Linked DNA regions of Lactuca sativa: region 2 is linked to region 1. Evidence: chromatin contacts called from public Hi-C data. All regions are on one chromosome and are shown on one strand. The core of a region is the stretch at or near the end of the contact, and the rest is flanking DNA. Distances in the headings are between cores, read along the strand shown. Region 1 holds the start of LOC111908093 (exocyst complex component EXO70A1). Region 2 holds the start of LOC111908095.

What was found. A called contact is a pair of places that touch in the nucleus more often than the background predicts.
Region 2: a Hi-C map of leaf shows a contact between it and region 1, with 4 times the contacts expected there. The contact joins the promoter of LOC111908095 here to the promoter of LOC111908093 in region 1. A contact is called at or near these places in 2 of 4 Hi-C or Micro-C datasets (both in leaf).

The regions. Positions count from the first base shown.
Region 1 is chr5:158,442,901-158,445,903 of Lsat_Salinas_v11, forward strand. It overlaps LOC111908093 (exocyst complex component EXO70A1), which reads left to right and starts at 1,481. Exons shown (of 1, transcript XM_023903938.3): 1 at 1,481-3,003. The coding sequence starts at 1,976.
Region 2 is chr5:158,655,533-158,658,535 of Lsat_Salinas_v11, forward strand. LOC111908095 reads left to right here and starts at 1,470. Exons shown (of 10, transcript XM_023903940.3): 1 at 1,470-1,628; 2 at 2,134-2,251; 3 at 2,674-2,762. The coding sequence starts at 1,585.

The sequences.
Region 1 (3,003 bases), core at 231-2,730:
AAAGTCTTGTTGTAAGTCTCTTGAAACATTACTCAAGAAATATAAAAAAATGAATATTGATGGAAATCACTTATATGTTGAGTTAAAATTACTTATACATCTCTTAATTAAGGAAAAATGACAACAATTGTTATTCTAAAGTTTTTAAAACGTGTTGATTGTTTTCCTATCACATTTATTGCATATAAAACTATTTTGACTATTCCTATTACTGTTGCATCTACAAAACATAGTTTTTCCAAATTCAAGATTTTGAAGCCCTACTTACAATTTACAATGACTAAAAAATGACTTAATGGATTCACTTTGATGACGATTGAAAGTAACATGTTGGATAAATTTATTTATGAATATGTTATTGAAAAGTTTATTTCAAACAAATATTAGGAGGATGATTGTTTTCAAATAGAAACCATTTTTTCTTGTTTTTTTGTGTATTATTTTGAATGAAATTTTAATTTTATGCATTTGCAATAGAAAATTAAAATTTATAATTTTTTTGCTTAAATTTTGAGATTTTACAAAATTTACTTCCTATATTTTGTTAAATCGCACAAAGTCTCCAAGATCTTGCGGCCGACTCTAACCAAATTTAAAAATATTTTGAACTTTTTTTTTTATGTGAATTATGATCTAACAACTTTCTTCACTCTTAAGTCTTAAAGTACGGTTCATTACCTATAAAATATCATAAAAAATGCACATATCTAAACATTAAAACATGTACAAAATTTGATTCACTTCATACTAAACAAAAAAAAAAAAATGAGAACTCTAGTAAAAAAGTTATGTATGCTACAATTTATTTTTTAGAAAAAGATACATCTAGTAAATTCTCTAATTACTTTTTAAAAGATAGCCAAGAAGTTAAGAAATAACTCATATAACCATCGAAATCATAGGTCGACCTTCAGAGCTATGATATCATCAAAAGTATATGTTTTTATGTCTATGTTTTTTGATTTTTGGCATGATGAAACTGCAGATGATTAGACACTTGTATAATCTCATTTGGGAAAAGAAAAAACACAAATTAGGTCAGAATCATAGATGATCAAATGCTATTTGTGATTGCCATCAAAGATTCGTCATGTCAAAATGACAAAATTTGAAATTTCTTTTATACCTCAAATGTAACCCCAAATCATAGTCTAAAGGACTAAACCACATATCATAAGGTCCATCTACGATTCCGATGATTATATAAGTCATTTTTAAAAATAAAATAAAATATCTCTATCTTTCTTCTTACATTTGCGTATGTTATTTTATTTTTCAAAATCCTATTTCATTTAAAGTCAAGTAGTTGTTATGGGTATAAAACACTTCGAATCAAAGAATTTGTAAATGAAGTATTTATATGTTTCAACCAAATGCGATTGTACTTTGTGACAAAGTAAAATATGAAAAAGAAACTAGGAACATATACATGAATATATGCTATAAACAGGAAAAAAGGATGAGAGAGATAAAAAGGAGCGTGAAAAAGCAGAAAGTTGAGTTGAGAATAACAAAAGCGTGTACTACTTACTGTGTATCCACCTCTTTTTAGGGTTTGTTTTTTTCTTCCATTTTCTCGTAAATTTCACCCATACTTCGCACCCAAACCCAATTTACAGACACTATATACTCTCCATTACTCTTCAAGACTTTACCTTCATCGCATCTAGCGTGGATCTTGAAAAACCCCACTACTGTTGTCCCATTAATCGTAAGTCTCGTTCTCCCGCTCTCAATTTCAAAACGTTTTGTGATCTTCGATTCTGTATGGTCTTATGATCTTCAATTTTGAAGTGGGTATGTGTGTTTGGAGAAGGTGGAGGTGTTTACGTAAGAATTCGATTTCGTCATCTTTTCCCCCCAACGTGGAGTTTTGATTGGGTATCAATAGATCTGTTCTTGTCGGTAAATTAATGCGGGTGTTTGGGGTTTAGACTGGGAAAATTGAGTCTAGGGTTTAGGCAAATTCTGGGATATGGGGTCGGCGGGTGAAGATGGGATTCGGAATTTGATGTCGGCGAGGAATTCATTGAAGGTTAATTTAGAGAAATCGAAAGCCCTAGGGTTATCGCTACGGAAATCCGGGCCTAGATTAGAAGAGATTAATCAAAGGCTACCATGTCTAGAAGCTGCTGTTCGTCCTATTCGTGCTCAAAGAGATGCTCTTGATGCTGTCGGTGGTCATATAAACAGAGCCGTTGTCCCAGCCGCTGCTGTCCTAAAGGTGTTTGATGCAATTCACGGTTTAGAAAAATCATTATCTGATCCTCAATCTGATCTTCAAGGATACCTTTCGGTATTGAAGAACTTACAGGAAGCATTGAAGTTTCTTTCTGAAAACTGTGGAATGGCAATTCAGTGGTTAGATGACATCGTTGAGTATCTAGAAGATCACAATGTCGCTGATGAAAGGTACACTTCTAGTCTAAAAAAAGCTCTAAAGTATCTCAGAGAGCTACAAACCAAAGAAGAAAAGAACCGCCTAGATGGCGGCCTTTTAGAGGCGGCATTAGACAGATTAGAAACTGAATTCCGGCGACTCTTGACTGAAAACAGCGTCCCTTTACCCATGTCTTCTTCTCCATTAAAAGATGAACAACCCTGCATTGCTCCTTCTCCTTTACCAGTCCCCATCATTCAAAAACTTCAAGCAATCCTCGGAACCCTAATAGCAAACAACAGACTTGAAAAATGCAAATCTATTTATGTAGATGTTCGCAGCTCAAATGTCAGAGCAAGTTTACAAGCTCTAAACTTGGATTACTTGGAGATTTCAGTTTCTGAATTCAACGATGTACAGAGCATTGAAGGCTACATAGCAAAATGGAGTAAACACTTGGAGTTTGCAGTGAAGCATTTATTCGAAGCTGAATATAAACTCTGCAATGATGTATTTGAAAGATTAGGGTTAGATGTTTGGAGGGATTGTTTTGCAAATATAGCAGCTCAAGCAGGTATGCTTGCTTTTCTTCAATTTGGAAAAACAGTAACTGAAAGCAAGAA
Region 2 (3,003 bases), core at 220-2,719, 210 kb after region 1:
GCTTTCCTTTTAACAAAGGGTAGATTTTAGGAAAATTGGGTAATCTAACCATAATTAAATATGTATTTAAAGAAAATAATTAAAAAAAAAAAGTTCTTTTTTGGTAAAAATAACCATCAATTCCGAAATGGACATTTCAAACCGAGAAAAAAATATTTTTTTTGACAAAAAAGTACATTTCGGTCCATTTTAGAATTCCAGACCAACATTTCAGAATCCAGACTGAAATAAAAGTTCAAAAAAAAAGTCAAGAATCTCAAGAACAAATCTCAAATAATCTAATGTACAATTCTAAAATTTCTAGAAAAAAAACTGATTTTTATTTAAATATAACAAAAAATTAAACAAAATAGTAGATATGAACTATATATGATACCACAACAACAACAACAAATAAAAAAAAAAAATCAGACATTTAATTGAAAAAAGCATTTCGAAATGGATATTTCATACTATACGTAAGAAAAGAGATTTATTTGCATAGATAATTTAAAAAATTAAACAAAAAATAATTCCAAAATTTAAAGGTAAAACCCGAAATTGGACATTCCGAGTAAATGGTAAATTTTTTCACATTAAAAAATTGGTTATTTTTAAAAAAAGGCTCAATGATTATTTATTCAATTTTCCTAAATTTAAATACATTTAATTAATTATTCATTTTAAACAACCGTTCCATTACAATTACAAATATTATTATTTCACCAAGGATTATAATTATGGATCTCCCTTCCGACGTGTACCCTAGAAACGATTGAATCTTGAACTATTAAAAAAAAAAGATAATAAGAAGGGATAATTCCATATATGTTCTTAAACTTCAAAATATCATATTTACCCAGCTTAATTTCTTAATATCATATTTACTCTTCATAAACCTTCAAAATATCATATTTGCCCAAATCTTTTTTTATGATGTTTTTAATATTTTATAATCATTTTTCTATACCTTAGAGCTAATATAATAATTAAGAAATTTAACCATATTATCCTTACGTCTATGATAGTCTATGATAATAGAATGTAAACTTTTAAATTGTTGGAATATCAGTTTTTTGACAAACAAAAATATTCATCTTCAACTATTTTTATGGAATGTATATTTAAATTGTTTAGTTTTTGTTGTTGTTGATTATTATTATATTTTAGATGGAGGATATCTTAGATATTACAATTGCATATACGATATTTTGATATTTAAAAATGATATATATATGATATTTTGATGTTTAAAAATGACATATATGATAGTTTGAAATTTTATGAAGGATAAATATAGTATTTAAAAATTAAGTTGGATAAATATAATATTTTGATATTTAAAAATAAGGTATATGAAATTTGAAGTTGTTTTTATGAAATTGCAAACTGTGGGACAAATGTGTAACTTGGCTTTTCGCCTATTTTGGGTCGGTGTCTACTATAGGCAGAAATTAGTCCACGTGTATAGTATACGTGTCAGCATCTTCTGCTTGCCATCTGGCTTCTCTTTTCCTTCATTGTCCTCTCTTCGAAACAATCAGACTCCAGTTACTTCTCGATTCTCTGAATTCGTCCATCGAAAGCAACACTGATACGATTATTATGTCTCGTTTAATTCATTCCAGACTATCGCTCTCCAGATTATCGTAAGTTTTCATTCTTATCTGCCCCATTTCCCCCCAGTAATTCGTCAAACGTAAAGCCCGAAATGAGCCCCTATCAAAGCAGATCAAATGGGGTTTTCCCCTTTTCACCCGAGTCTAAAAACTCACTCTTTTTTTAATCAGGGTAGTAATTTATCGAGTTTATCTATAGTTTTGGATATGGGTTTAGATTTTTATAAGTGTAAAAGAAACCACATCCCTTGTAAATCGAGTGGGTTTCTTTTTCCCTCTTTTTGGTGTAATTACGGCAAGGATTAAATTATTCGGTGAATGTAGACTACGAAGGTAAATTTCTTGTAATGAAAGTCGCGTTTAGTGAAAACTAAAGGTAGTTTATGTTAATCGTTCCCTTTAGCATTCTCAATTTTGAGAAACGGAGTTTAATTGTGTGATGAAAAGGGCGTATTCGGAGTTTTAATTCATTCGTTCGTCGATTTAGCTTTACTAGCATTATTCTGAATTGCTTAATTTGTATGTAAAACTGTAGCAATACATGGGGTTCAATCGGAAGAGGAAGATATTTGTCAACGGAATCTAATAAGATCGATGAACCACTTAAAGTAGAGGATGCTGAGACAATAAATCCACCACCTGCGGCAGAAAAGGTTCTTTTAGGTTATATTACCATTGTTTTTGTGAGACCATTTTTATATATTTCTTCATAAAAGGGTGATAAGATTACAATACCCAATCTAAACAAGGATATTTAATGTCCAAATAGCACATAGTTTACAACGAGTTTGAACACTTGTCAAGTATCTAAACACCTCTGAAGAAATCGTTACTATTACTATCTTTTCATAATTACTTTAGGGCACATAAGTAACATTGTAATGGAACTCTTCCAAAAAAGGGAATGCTTCATTATTTAGGTATCTGATCTTGTTAGCAACTTGTGAGAGAAGTTGTTTACTTTTAAGATGTATAGTGAATAGAGTCTTGCCATATTGCATATGTATAGATGCATGTATGTATATGTATATGTATATGTATTAAGATTTTTATTTGTAATGTTCTTTTGAATCAGGTACTTGTGTTGGGTGGAAATGGGTTTGTTGGGTCCCACATATGCAAAGAAGCATTGGACCGAGGCTTGTCAGTTGCAAGCCTTAGCAGGTATCTTTAGTTCACTTAATATGTGTTCATTGATTCCATTTATGATTTCTTTTTTACCTAATATATATAGGGCTTAATGTGTAAAATAAAAGGAGAGAAGGATTATCTCTTAAGAATGAAGGGTAAAATAGTCATTTACTCTTATTCAGACAGTTCATTCAGTCAAAAAAAGAAACCGTCTTTGTTAATTCATCACTTACTCCATACAAAACTTCATTTATCCATATAATAGTTGATGCAA